Linked DNA regions of Zea mays: all the other regions are linked to region 1. Evidence: chromatin contacts called from public Hi-C data. All regions are on one chromosome and are shown on one strand. Each heading gives the region's core, a stretch centred on a gene start, on an enhancer-like site or on the middle of the called end of the contact. The rest is flanking DNA. Distances are from core to core; before and after follow the strand shown.

Region 1 (4,853 bases), core at 824-3,323:
CGTTATTTTCATGCAAACTTGTACAACAGAGATGCAATAGTGCATCATTAGTATCAGGGTTGTACCCTCTCTACCATCTATTACACCATCATAGCATCGTCCCATATATTCAACGGTTACAGAACACAAACATTTGCATGTCAAGTGTCACAAAGAACACGCTTCATTATTTCTGTTCCATGATACAAAGTGCCACAGCAGTTGCTCGTCTCCAAGCACTGTCCTAGGATCCCTGAGCTGCAGCTGCTGCAGCAGCTTGCTTGGCTTCAAGGGACTTCTCATAATCCTCGATGGACTTGAACAGCTGCGAGAAGTTTCCCTTGCCGAACCCGCCGCAGCCACCCTTTTGGTATTCTTGCCCCTTCTCATCCTTCTCCATGCACCCGATCCTTTGGATGATTTCCAAGAACAGCGTTGGCCTGAATGACGCAGCTGGTCCAGTTAGATTTTGGATTGCATAGGGGTCAAGGAAACCATGGCATTGACACTAGAATGCTGAGCTATGATCTTCAGAATTAAAGTGCAGGGGATTAATGATGAGAATGGAATGTTGACCATCATGTAATCAGCTGGGACATGGGAGCTCGAATTATGATTCACAGCATGCAAAAAGGATCCTCTTTTTTGCTGTCACGGTCTTCATAAAGATGCATCATGCATGGAGGCACAAAAAGAGGGTTTGATACCTTCGTACTGTATATATATTCTATATATGCCTGCAATCCTGAACTAGCTGAATACCTTATCCTGGAATTGTTCCTTTGCAATTCTAGATGCATCATGCACACTTGTAAAACAAAAAAGGTGAAAAAGATAACGATTTTACCTGTCCCCCACTGGCTTGGTGAAGATTTGGAGCAGCACGCCCTGGTCATCCCTGTCCACCAGCACCCCTAGCTCCTGGCACTCCTTAATCTGTGCTTCCGTGAGCACGTCCCCGGCGCGCCGCCTCACGCCGTCATAGTAGTCGGATGTGGGAGGCGCCATGAACTCGAAGCCGCCCATGGCCGAGCGCGCCTGCATCTCCCTCAGCGTCCTGAGCACGTCGTCGCTGGCCAGCGCCATGTGCTGCACGCCGGGGCCGCCGTGGTGGTCCAGGAACGTTTGTATCTGGCTGCGGCGCTTGGTGCCGTGCACCGGCTCGTTGAGCGGGAGCAGCACGTTCTCCGAGTTGTTGGCGAGCACCATGGAGTTGAGGCCGCTCTCCGCGGTGCCCACGTCCTCCGTCGTGAACTCGGCGAACTCGTGGAACCCCGTGAAGCCGGCGAAGTAGGCGGCGGCGGGCGCCAGCTCCGGCACGTTGCCGACGATGTGGTCGAACCTGCTCAGCCCGTAGTCGGCCGCCCCGGGGCTGGCCACGCCCTCGAACCCCGGCAGGAAGGGCTCGCCCGCGGCGCCGTCCGGGTAGCTCACGTACCGGAGCACGACGTCGCCGTAGAGCTCGACCTCGGCGAGGCGGAAGCCGCGGCCGAGGTCGACGGGGCCGAACGCCGGGCGCGCCCCGGCCGCGACGCTGGCGCGGAAGGCGTCCTCGGCGTCGGCGACGCGGAGCGCGACGGCGCGCACCGCGAGGCCGTGGTCGGCTGCGAAGCGCCGCGCGGCGGCGGCGGAGAAGGAGGGCAGCGCGGCGGTGGCAGCGTCGGCGCCGTGCGCGTAGGGCGCCGTGAAGAGGAAGGAGAGGGAGCCGGAGCGGAGCAGCAGGGACGCGTGCGCGGAGTTGCCCGTGGAGAGGTCGGAGCGTGCGGCGAGCGGCGCGCCCAGGCCGAAGGAGAAGCGGCCCGCGGCGGAGGCCGCGTCGGCGCACCAGAGCTCCACGTGGTGGAACGCGAGCGTGTGGAAGCGGTCGGAGCGCGGGTTGAAGCGGACGAAGTTGCGGTGGCCCACGAGGCGGAACGCCGCCTGCTCCGCTGCTGATGCCGCCGCCACGGCGGCGCCGGCTGCGGCGGCTGTGGGGGTCGGGGGCATTATCGTGCTTTGGTTTTCTCTTTCTCTTTCTCTCGGAGGGCGTGGCGTCGTGGACTCGTGGTGGCCTCTGTAGCTTGCAGAGCTGCAGTTTGCGGCTCGGGTGACTGCACTTGTTGGTGGGTGGCCCTGGGGATGGGGGACGACTGGTAAATAAAGGGAAGTGATGGGGGCCACGTGGACGGACGATTCTGTGGTTGCGGTTGCGGATGTGATTTGTCTTGTACTGCCAATTGCCAACGCAGAAGGCTCTCACAACTAGTGTGTGATGCTAGAACAAGGTACTCACATCCTCATTAGTCATGCCAAACAAGTTTAAGCCTATTTGGAGCACAAAGTTTAGCTATGAATTGCAATTCTACATGAATTAAGATTTAAGAACGCATGTAAATTTATTACCTATACCTAGCCTTTCAATGAGAATTTGAATAGAGAGATAAGAGTCATATAAAAGATACAAAGAGGTAAATATATTACATCTTGTCATTTTTCCTCCAAAACTTGCATGGAGGAAAGGTCGAAAGGAATCCATAGAAATTGATGGGACTGAATCCTTTGTTCTAAAGGCTTATGAAGGGAATTTTCTTGTAGGCAATGATAAATCCTTCGTATTTCCTCTATTACAAAGAGACCCTTACAATACAAAAGGACTCCCGGAGAGGTTCATACTGTTCTTGAATCATACTAAACGAGTTTGCTTTTCCCAACACATGTTATGCGCTTATGTTTTTCGAAAACAACATGTGTGTGCGTGTGTGTGTGTTGCACGATCTGTGTTCCAAGTAAGTATCAAGTAACCACGAGTGGGATCTTGTGGCTTAATTCTAGCTTGCATCCTACACTTGTTTTAACAAGAACCAGGTGGTAAAGCTTACATCTGCAGCAAGAGAAAAAGCTTGCGGCTTTGTCGTACCATCATGTCATCATCCAACCGAAACACAGTGATCATATGAACAAGGGAACACTCATCATTCCAAACTCACGAGTCACAGTACTGTTACCTGTATTGTATGGTCCACACGAGCAAGCAAGTACGATTGAGAGAAGAAGAAGAAAAAAAACACGCCATCAATTAAAAGACTCCAAAGCGTGTGCAACAACACATAGCGACGGGACGTGCCATCCCTGACACCACGAGGGGGTGTCCTTTGAGTGACACTGACACATGTGGTATCACTGTCTTACAGTGGCTCAGTACATCACGTCGCTGCGTTCTACTACCTCCTTTTCTCCTCGGCACGGTGACCCAGCACTCATTATGGAGTGGTTTGATGGCAATTGTTTGGTTCCCTGTACTAGATTTTAGACTCTGCGTGCAGACGAAGACCTCCGAGGGCAGGCTCCACGCCTCCACCCATACGCAAGACATCGAGCGTTTACTCGCATAAAGGCCCGGTGGATACATCTTAAGGTTGGATCAAGCTTCGAGGATATATGAACCAAACACACGGTTAGGAATACCTCTTTTACTACTGTAAGATCCTTAAAAAAACAACTGTAAAGTTTGAATATATCTATCAGTCGCTATTACTAGTCACGAGAAAACAATATAGACTTTGGTCAACAAATGAATCTACAAGCTTGTCCGCAGCAGCAGATCGTGTAAAACAGGAGCCTTGTATCGTAGATATCCTCGCACCGTCACTATGAGGTGGTTTGATGGCAAGTGAATAGGAGATCTAGAGATGTAAAATCATTTGTTGTTTCATTTTGAATAGTAAAAGATTTATTTTTATGGATTCTCTATAATTTCTATTTTGTTTCGTATTAAAGCCAGTTGTTCGGACGGTTGCAACTGTAATATATAGAGACAAAACCATATAAAAACAGTATAAGCCGATTTCGTGGATTCCCTGCAACCTCCACGCGTGCAGGCTGCATGCAAGCCGGAACATGAAATGATATTTCAGTTTGTTTGTTTTTTCATTAATGAGTTTGAATTAAGAGATTTAATCATCTAACTGATGATTTTATGTTTATGTTTGTAAAATTTTTGTGAATAAAACTAGACCACTCATACTATATGACATTTCAAAATTTATTTATGAACCTTTCTCTAATATATTCAGTACAATCAACCAAACAAATTCTATAATTAGCCTGCGTGAGTCCGTGTAAACAAAAACTAAACAAGTATGTCTTGCATAAAGTTTAACCCCATGCTGCGTATCCTGGCTCTGCTGCGGGAAGCCTGGCTAGCCTGCCACAGCAACGAACCACACCGTTACTGTACATCACGGTACACGTAGGGGATCCAAGGGTTGATCGGTGTGCAACTCTGGATAAGCAACGGATGGCTCACACTTGACTGGACTCCTCGAGAGGATATCTATCCGATGATCTGTGCGCAAGTGCACACGGTACAGTTCCATGTTTGACCGTCTCTCTCTCTCTCTCCTTAATGTTTCGCCTTCAAAAACAAAAAACAAAAAAAACCTCTGTACTCTTTGCGCACGTAATCTGAGTCACCATGCACATCTGCACAAGTGCCAAAAAAAAAAAACGACCGACTCGGGAAACGGTCGGAAGATTGGCAGGATGTGCAAAAAGGCGTACCGTACCATACATTGTACACACACGTGACACGTATGTACAGTGTAGCTACGGTGAAAGAAACGTTATATTCGAATCTATAGAATTGTAATGGGAAAAAAGTATTCGATTTATTAGTGTGATGAAAGAAATATTAGGTTTATTCAGAGCGTTGGGCACTCTATGCAAGAGAAACATCTTATAAAAAAAATATAGAATCGCTAACGGTGGACCGCCTTCCCGCTTTCCGGGGCCCATGAAGCACATCCGCTTCGATCTGTTGAGGAGGTCCACGAAGCCCAGACCAGGCTGGATCTTTCCCAGCTCGCTTCCCGCTTCGCCTTCCTCAGTTTTTAGGG
Region 2 (4,853 bases), core at 774-3,273, 230 kb after region 1:
GCTCTATTGGACTTGCCATTCTACACAATCATCGAAGTCACTGCTAGAGCAGTCAAGCAACGCGTTCTGCTGCCGCTCGTACCGGCAGATGTAGTTCAGGCCGACGAGCAGCTCGCAGACCGCCGCCTCCGTCTTCTCCCGGTCGGCGAAGTACAGCGTCTGCAGCAGCAGCACGCTCCGCTCCGACACGACCCGCTGCTGCTGCTGTTCGAACTCGAAGCTCCGCTCGGCCTGCCACCGGACCGTGTTGTGGGCCATGGGGGCGAGCCACGCCAGCGTCGTCTTCTCGAGCGTCTCCCGCCAGTCGTGCGCCAGGAACGCGTCGTAGATCGCCGTGCTCCTCGCGCGGGCTCTCAGGCTCTTCCTCAGCGCCAGCTTCAGGCTCCGCGGCAGCATCTGGTACAGCTCGTCCCGCGCCTCCTCGCCCACGAGGTGCGGGTACCGGAGCAGCTTCTCGACGACGATGACGATGTTCGCGTAGTGCAGCGCGAGGGCGGAGCCGCCGACCGTGGACGCCGGCGCGAGCGATGTCACCGTGCTCTTCGGACCGAACCGCCGCGCCTTTCTGCCGATACTGCCACTGTTCGGTGCTGGCGGCGTTGTGGTGGTGGTGGTGGGTACCCCCTGCTCACTGCTGAATGGTGCAAGCATCCCTGATCTGATTGTGCTGCTGATGCAGCTGGAATCTTCTGAGAACTCGTCCTCGAGCATGTCCGTCCATGGCGCTGAGCTACTCAAGCTCAAGCAGTGCATGAACATCTTCCCGGGGCTGGCTCCACAGCTCGACCGAAAACTCACTGGCCGCGACATGTCTGGATGATCGACTCTGCAGATCGGCGCTGACCTGCCATCGCTGAGACTGCTTTGGAGTACGGGGCCTGAATCTGCTGCCACCATACCGGAGAGCTGCGGGATTTGCTCGCATTGCCCCGACTCGCCGACTCCCGTCATGGCCAGCAGGTCGAGCCCCAGAACGGGGTCGCCGAACACGAGGCGGATGCGGCCGTAGATGGCGCACACGGCGCGCGCGAGCAGGAGCACGGCCCTGTCGTAGGTCCAGTTCCAGAGCGACGCGTCCCTGAGCCGGCGCACGTCGTGGCGACGCCACCGCGCGCGCTGCTCGAGCGCGCGGCGGGCCTGGTCCGTGGGCGGCCTCCGCGCCGACTGCTCGAGCTCGGCGAGCGCGTCGAGCTCGGCGTAGAGCGCGGCGGTGGCGGCGGCGACGCGGTCGAGCCTGCGCACGAGCGGCGCGGCGTCGGAGCGGGAGGCGACGGCGGCGAGCGCGCCCGCGTCGGCGCGGCCGGCCAGGAGGTCGGCGTAGACGTGGCCGAAGCCCGCGAGCGCCGGGGCCGCGCACCGGCGGCCGAGGCGCGAGGCCACCGCCGCCACGCGGTTCAGCGCGTCCAGCTTCTCGGCGAGCGCCAGCGCCAGGAGGCGCGCGTCGTCGCCGGGCACGAGCGCGCGCACGGCGTGGCTCCCGAGGCACTGCGGGCCGAGCAGGCGCGCCGCCTCGGCGTCGGAGAGCGAGCGGTAGAGGCTCGCCGCTCGCGACATGGCGTTCGCCACCTCGAAGGACAGGATACCCACCCTGCCGTCGCCCCCCGCCGCGCCGCCGCCCTTGGCGCTCGCCGCCGGCCGCACCTTCTTGGAGGAGGAGAACGACGGCGACGTCGCCGCCATCGAGAACACCTTGTGCACCAGCGGTTGCGGCTCCGGCTCCGCCACCATGCCTCCGGCCTCGTCGTCGTCGGCCCCACCTAGTAGATCCTTTTTGCTTTTGCTGGGAAAACGAGTGCGTCGACCAGCCAAGAAGGAGGTTTGAATTGGAACCCTCGGTCAACAGCAGCAAGCGCCGAGCGGCAGGCCAGCGAAGCGAGCACGCAGAGATGTCAACACTCCAAGACAAGGCAAGGCTGGTACCGGTGGAACGGAAATCCCAAAAAAGAGAGTACCATTTCTTGTGGGGAGTGGCGCGCCAAGAGAACCCAACGTGGAGAATAGAGACGGAGGATGACGAAGGATTGAAGGAAGCGGAGGGGACGACGCGGGGGGGGGGGGGGGGGGGGGGGGGGGGGGGATGAGCGAAGAGGAAGCTAGCAGTAGCTACGAGGTGTGATGAGGGGAGGCGACGCCATTGATGCGCCCAACTCCTCGCTGGTGGCATTTAAAATCGCCATAAATTGGAGCGGGAGCAAGGCAACAAAAGCAAGCAGCCGCCGCGGGCGCCCCCTCGGCCTGCCTCTGCCTCACTCACCTCACCTCGTCAGCCCAGGGAAGCCGGAGTAGCGAGCGAGTCATTATGGGCTGACTGGTGCAATTGTTGAGTGCATCTGCTTCTGCACCCGACCCGGGGATTGAAGGGCAGGTGGCATTTGGGGGTGCAGAGGATTCCTTCTACCATTTCACGGTAAAGTACATGGCCATCCTTGTCAGGATCAAGGTTTTCCAATAGCATTAGATTTGGCAGCTAAAATCACACGTACAAACCTAAATTTTTACTCTAAAAAATATTCTATCATGACCAGCGAGAATTTCTACTCTATCTCACGGTGAAGTAAGTGGCTGTAGGACTTTTTTACTGGATACGTTACTCCATCTGTATCGTTTCCTTCACAGTTCTTCAGTGCAGATAGCCTAAAACGTGCTAATAAACTTACTGATTATTAGGCCATTCTCATTAGAAGATTCATTACACGGTTTCCAAAAGTGATACATCAATTTTTATTTATAAAAACCATGTATCCTAAGTTTTATCCAAATAAAATTCTCTCTTATCACATGAAACTCTCTCCGTATCTTTCATTATAAATATCGTGTCATGTCATCAAATATAGTGATACGTCATCTCATTTAATAAAAATGAAACTACGATCAAGGAATGGCCTTACTAGCAATTGGATTGTACATGCACCGATCTATTCTATACAGATCACCATTGTGATCATTTCACGGGAATCACTGCATGTCGGCGCTGTGCTGTGTGTTGGGTGTGTCCTCTACAGCCGGTCAATAGAGACTGGATTGGGCTTAACCCAACTATCGTTCCTTTAATCGGGCCCTTGATCGGGAGGGTCCACACTAACCTCGGTTGGAGCCCCCAGACACACGACGCTATATATAGGACTAAGGGGTCGCAGGAAAAACTAACGCTAGTACCTCGCCCCAAAACCCTAGTCCTCAGAGGCCCCATCGCCTAGACGTCGGAGTGTTTAGAAACGCGACAACCTACAGCGGCTCGGATCCCGATGCCTGCTGCTTCTCTGCAGGGCGACGGTATGAAGATAGCAACAACAATAAAGGTGTGTTTCCCCGTTCCTCTCAGTAGATAGTAGATCAGATCTACACGTCATCAAGATTTTACTTTCAGTTACAGACGGATTGGTATTCTAGGGACTTAGGAATCGATCCTAGGCAGTATAGATTCTAACAATGGTATCAAAGCCGTCCTAAGAACCCTAGATCTCCTAATCCGCATCAGTTTTATGAGATCACAGAAAAGTCTCGGATCAACATGATTGAACTATTTTTTTCGTTTATCACCCGAGAACAGATAGATTAAAATAGAAAGAATATTTTTTATCTCTCGGGTTAGGGTTTACCTAACCCTAAATCTAGGGTTTTGGCCACTAACAGAGATTTGGTCTCGGCCAAACCCAGAAGATTCGAGATAGTAAAAACAGATCGATGTTTTAGGGTTAGGGTTTAATAACCTAACCCTGATCAGTTTTAAATCTGGGTCAACAGAGATCACAGTGGCTCGGGATCTTTTACATCCACGGCCTAGATGACAGAGCAGATTAGAAAAGGTACAAAAAAATCCTCACAGAAAATCTACGTTCTATCAACTCATAACTCGATCCCGAATATTACATTAGATCCATCTCATACATCACAGAGAACGAGATCGAGTCAAAGAGGTAAGGGAGATAAGATCTGGGCGTGCACAGTCACAGAAGTCGACCAAGAGGTCGACCCCTTTTCTCTGCTGTCAACAGGGACAGCTGTCGGCGTTTGACCGACGGCGGCGCGCCCTACTGAGGGGACGCGCACACCGGCGGTAAAACCCGCATGCCCCTGAACATTAATCCGGTCATCCTCGGATATGTGAGCCGGCTGCGCGCTCAGGCAGCGGCTAGCTCACCGGTTTGAGCTGTTCGGTGGGGAAGAAAGAAGCAAAGAACAGAGCAGGAGAAGAACAGAAAGAGAGGAAGCCAGCCTAGATCCGTTTGCCAAGCCATGGTGCAAGGAAAAAAAAATAGAGAGAAGTGGGAGGTGCGGTCGGCCAGGAAGAAGAAAAGAAAAAAAGTTCCCAGGCGGCCGGCTGTCTTTGTGGCGGCTGGGGATAAGAAAAGAAAATGGCTAGGGTTTGCTGTCACCCCGAACTCCACGCTATATATAAAACCTGCATAGTGCGCCGTGCACTCCTGACCGTCGGATTATATCTAACGGCGCTGGATGGAGGTGGAGGTGCGGGAGGCGCCCGCGGCTAGGCCAGATTCGTGGCCCAGGCCCAGGTTGCGGCCTGGGCGCGCGCTCCCTGCTGGCAGCGGCCAAAAGGTGGGCCGCCTTGATGGGCCAAGAGGCCGATCAAGCCAAAATGGCCTCCAATTTTTTTTTTCGGGAATTTGTTTACTATTTCCAGAAATTAGAAACACAGAAAAGAAATAAGAAAAAAAATAGTGCAGAAAATTCAGAAAATATCTTAGAAATATTTTTCAGTTATAGAAAATTACAGATATATTTATGGACTATTTTATTCCGCTGCGTACTTTGGTACTTTATTCAATATTTTATGCAATTTTTCAGTTGATTATGAAACCAACGTTGATTAATTTATTGACTAAATTGCATAG
Region 3 (4,853 bases), core at 643-3,142, 200 kb after region 1:
CGGTAGCGCAAGCCACCGATGACTAGAAGTAGGGACGTTCTGCCCGAACCAATATAAACTTTATGCCATCCGTGCACACCTTCTGAAGCCTGGAACACACACAATAAATTTACTTGTCGGAGCGAGGTACGAAACACCGACAATCCTTGTATCAGATTGTTCGAAGGAAAAGCGACATTATGGCAAGAGTGTTTACTGTTGTCCCATTAAATGTTTCCTTCCGTAGGGCATTAGTTGGACAGAACTTGATCTTATGGAATAATTTAGTGTCACGTATTTTTCATGTCCAATTATCCGAAGGAAATGATTTGTTTAGATGGAATCTAAATATCCCACGGTTGTGTTCACGGTCCAATCTATGTATAGGGTTGTGATTAACAATGAGAATTTATTTCGTCGTGAACTAATATGGAGTTTGAAGTTACCACTAAAGATTAAAAAAATTATGGTATTTATTCAAAAGGGTAGTTCTAACTAAGGACAACCTAACCAAACACAACTTGCAGGGTAATAAGAAATGTGCTTTCCGTGATTCAAATGAAACCATACAATACTTATTTATCAACTGCCATTATGCTCATTATATGTGGAGACTACTATCTTGTTGTTTTGGTTTACCCCCTCCCAGGCCGATGAGCCATGTGTTTGGTTCATGGATGTTAGGAGTTAACATGAGGACTAAAAAATGATTATTACAGGTGTTTCAGTTTTATGTTAGGCTATCTGAATAAGTAGGAATGATCTAGTCTTTGACAAAAAAAAAAACCTTGTCTCAGTGATTTGCAGGTTCTTTTTAGAGGTACCCACTGGCTAAGGTTTTGGATTCCTCTGCAAAAGAAGGATGAAGATAAGGATCTAATAAAAGCAAGTTGTAGGCGCTTGGAGATAATCGCCATGCAGATTTTTTACGCACTTTAGGCCTTGTTCGGTTAATCCTGTTACCTATGGATTGGACGGGATTGGAAAATATTATGAAGAAATTTGACTTGCTTGGGATTTAAACCCACCAAATCCCACTCAATCCATATGGATTGAGAGCTAACCGAACAAGCCCTTAGTTGGATTGCATGTGTCTATTTTGTGGGTGGTAGTGTGATGCTTTTGTAAGTTCGGCCCTAATCTCTTATGAAGGGAAAACCAGAACTGTTTCCATTATCTAAAAAAGAAAACTAGGATGCTAGTTGAAACCAACTTTTGCCTGACAAATTGGGTGCGATCCTCTTGACGCCTAATCTTCCTTAAATGATTAATTATCATTAAATTTCTTTGAATTAAAAAATACAAGTCCAAGCTATATTTAAATTCGACAACAAAGAAAAATGAAGAAAATAATTAAACCAGTCACTTTTAAAATAGATTAAAGATAGACTTCTCTTTGTGTATCATAAACAAAGTTAGAAACCCGTTTTCAAGAAACTAGGTTGCAAATACCAAATATGCACATCCATTTTTTTTGTCTCCATAAACCAGTTTCTATAAAACTAGTTCAAAGAGGTCCTAAATTAGTTGAAAACTACCAATATAAATCGAACATATTTCTCATGCAAAAATTAAGCTAGCTGCCATATAGCAACTCTATTTCTAAAAACTGTCGTTGTTGTCTAAAAAATATGAGAAAGCGTGCTGATGAGCGTATACGTAGTCCTGTGATGAAACAGTGGCAACAAAAACAAAAATGCGAACACAACAGTGACCGTCTCCTGAATTGAAATCACTGTTCACGTCACACGCTTCGCTGTTTACCCGACGACGTGCACAAAACGGAACGCGGTGTCTTTCTCTCTCAGCTCTCTCTTTCTCTCTGCGCGTGCGCGCGTACGTGGCTCGTGGGACCGAGGTGGCAGCCACGGGCCCGGGCTTTAACTGCGCCAGTGCCTCCGCGGTCCGCGCCCAAGTACCCACCCCAAGGCATGAGCTGAGAGAGGCTGGGACTGGGAGGAGCGCAGGGCGCGATTACGCGGACGCTCCAGTCTCCACCCTCCAGAGCAGACAGCAAGCGCCCAAGCGCCATGATGTTGCCGCCGCCGCCACCACCGTCCTCCTTGCGCGACCTTCTCTCGCGGGAGCGCGTCGACGAGGACGAGGCGCCGCATCTGTCGCCGCGACGCGCCTCCGGGCGGTCACCCCCGCGCCGCGGGGCGTCGTCGAGGTCGTCCAGGCACACGTCGTCGCCGCCGCTGGCCACGACCACGACAACGACCAGGGAGGCGGAGGGGGAGGCCGCCGCCGCCGACGCGGTGGTCGCCGTGCTGTCCGCGTACGCCGGGAGGCTGCTCAGGGACGCGGAATTCAGGCGGGCGCTCCGCGACAAGTGCGCCGCGTGCCTCGCGCCCGCCGCGGGCGCGGGCGAGGACGACGACGCGGCGGCAGGCCGCCCCGTGCTGGCCAACCTCGAGCTGGGCATCGAGAGCATAGAGCGCCTGGCCGCGGACGGCTCCGCCGCGCAGCCACAGGCGCCGCGCGACGCCAAGATCCGGTCGCTCCGCAACTCCATCCGCCTCCTCAGCGTCGTCGCGTCGCTCCACTCGCCACCGCCGCCGCCGCGCCCCGGCGCCGCCGCGGGGGACGGCGGCGGCCGCACCTGCGGGGTGCCCAACTCGCACCTCGCAGCCTGCGCGCAGCTCTACCTCGCCGTGGTGTACAAGATGGAGCGCAACGACCGCGTCGCGGCGCGCCACCTCATGCAGGTGTTCGCCGACGCGCCGGGCCTCGCGCGCAGGGAGCTGCTGCCGGACCTCTGGGACCACGTGTTCCTGCCCCACCTGCTCCACCTCAAGGTCTGGTTCGCCAGGGAGGCCGACGACCTCGTCGCTGGCCGGGACGCCGACGACCGGCGCACGAGGATGAAGGCCCTGCAGAGGCTCTACAGCGACCACATGGACAGCGGCACGGCTCAGTTCGCTGTGTACTACAAGGAGTGGCTCCAGTCAGGCGCCGCCGCGCCGCCTCCCGTCCCCTCGGTGCCGTTGCCTTCGACGCCCAGGAGTTTCGACGGGCGCGAGAAGAGCTCGGCTTCGGTGCACAGAACCTCCATCAACAGAGACCTGTGGGTGAACCGTGAACCTTCCCATCCCACAGACTGCATTGCAAGAGCACAGGAGTTTCTCAGAGTTTATCTGAATTCTGCTTCCAGGTATAATGCGGTTTTCGGGACAGCTCTCGCTCTCGGGCAGGAAGACGTCAAGGATACAAAGCTGGACGATGGGACTGGACTAGCTCTGGATTTGGATGTCGAATTGGATCACGATGCTGCGGGCTTCAAGACACAGAAGCTTGCTCATGTGAGTCGACAGTTCCTTCAACTTTCTCCAGATGACTACTCTACTCCTAGATGGTTTGCCTCGTAGTAATAATATGTGTTTTTTTGTTTGGCAAGGCAAACTAGCATTGGCATCTATCTTTTAGACAAGTGACGAGTTGTGGTCACTGTTTGCAGCTGACAATTTAAGTGGTGCCAAGGAGACAGCCGTTTGATCCACGTACAGTATAATATTTGTTTTCTATGCCGTGGGGCCTTTTTTTTTGTCATATTCCTAGGATCCTCAGTTGTCTATGGTTGGTTGTAGACATGTAGCATCCACTGAGCTGTTCGGTTTAAAAAGCTTGCCTCCTGAACTGAGAAACATCTGTCCTTGACGCCTCATAGTATTACACAGTTAGCCATCAAAAATCCGATCTTGATTTAGGAGTAACATATTACCCTAAACTGGCAATGCAAAGTCCTTCTCTTTGCTTTAGAATAACACTGCTATATGTAGTGTTTTAAGCTACATGTTCCTGTTTGTTTAGTCCCGCATATATATATATATTTGAAGTTAGTTAACTTGAGCCCGTTTTGAGTAGACAGAGTAAAATGGGGCTCCAGGAAAAGCACTCCCGCTCTCGGAAAGAAGGCGCCGCTCTAGCAGAAACAGCACCTGCGCAGCGGAAATCATACTCCTTTCGACTGTTCTCGTGCCAAGGCGATATAAGCAGGAACGTGATCAGCCATCCCAAAGCAGCGAAGAAGGAACCCGTGGTGTCTGTCGAGAAAGAGCTGGACAGCAGCGAGCTAGCTCCTGCTGTCGTGCCTCTGCTGGAACGAGCGGTTTCCGTGGTATCCAGTTCGGACAGCCTGAGTCAGTGCGAGGACGCCGTGCACGAGGTCGCCAGAGCATGCTCGGCCTGGGACCCGAGCCTCGTGAACCTGCTGTCGTGCGCCTCTTTCATCCAAGGCCTTCTCGAGGTCACGCTGACCTCCAAAGACGACGCCGTGCTGGAGTCGGCCATGTCGATCATGGGGAAGCTGGTTCTGGGGAACGAGGTGATCAGACAGCTCGTGCTCAACGCGGACCCGCAGCTGGAGGTTTTCCTGAGGCTCCTGAGGAGCAGCGAGCTGTTCCTCAAGGCGGCCGTGGTGCTCTACATGATGAAGCCTAAGGCCAAGCAGATGCTGTCCCTGGACTGGGTGCCGCTCGTGCTGCACGTACTGGAGTGCGGCGACGAGGTGCAGTCTCTGTTCTCCGTAAGATGCGCCCCCAAGATCGCCGCGTTCTATTTCCTGGACCAGCTGCTCATGGGGTTCGACGTTGACAGAAACGTCGAGAACGCGAAGCAGATGATCGCTCTCGGTGGGCTGGACCTCCTGATCGGCAGGCTTGGCGCTGGCGACGCTCGCGAGAGCAGGCACTGCATCGCTCTCCTGACCACGTGCGTTCAGGCCGATGGCAGCTGCAGGCACTACTTGGCTGATAGTCTCAAGAAGGAGCCTCTCGTTCAGCTTCTTGCTGGAAATCAGAGGAAAGCCAGTGCCGCGTCCCTTAACCTGATGAGTGAACTCGTCTGCCTTAACAGGTGACATACTTCTCCCCCCT

What was found. A called contact is a pair of places that touch in the nucleus more often than the background predicts.
Region 2: a contact with region 1 is called in a Hi-C map of root tip, with 4 times the contacts expected there. The contact joins the promoter of LOC100382579 here to the promoter of LOC606444 in region 1. A contact is called at or near these places in 7 of 25 Hi-C or Micro-C datasets (bundle sheath, ear, endosperm and 3 more) and 1 of 3 datasets of contacts at active chromatin or transcription factors (seedling).
Region 3: a Hi-C map of tassel shows a contact between it and region 1, with 4 times the contacts expected there. The contact joins the promoter of LOC100194083 here to the promoter of LOC606444 in region 1. A contact is called at or near these places in 8 of 25 Hi-C or Micro-C datasets (bundle sheath, ear, endosperm and 2 more) and 2 of 3 datasets of contacts at active chromatin or transcription factors (leaf and seedling).

Annotation. Positions count from the first base shown.
Region 1 is chr5:85,854,295-85,859,147 of Zm-B73-REFERENCE-NAM-5.0, forward strand. It overlaps LOC606444 (4-hydroxyphenylpyruvate dioxygenase 1), which reads right to left and starts at 2,074. Exons shown (of 2, transcript NM_001112312.2): 1 at 827-2,074; 2 at 1-419. The coding sequence starts at 1,965. The coding sequence ends at 224. It overlaps LOC100280793 (urease accessory protein F), which reads left to right. Exons shown (of 3, transcript NM_001352439.1): 3 at 1-168.
Region 2 is chr5:86,082,591-86,087,443 of Zm-B73-REFERENCE-NAM-5.0, forward strand. It overlaps LOC100382579, which reads right to left and starts at 2,024. Exons shown (of 1, transcript NM_001398740.1): 1 at 1-2,024. The coding sequence starts at 1,728. The coding sequence ends at 4.
Region 3 is chr5:86,053,148-86,058,000 of Zm-B73-REFERENCE-NAM-5.0, forward strand. LOC100194083 reads left to right here and starts at 1,893. Exons shown (of 7, transcript NM_001359389.1): 1 at 1,893-3,046; 2 at 3,134-3,281; 3 at 3,848-4,833. The coding sequence starts at 2,010.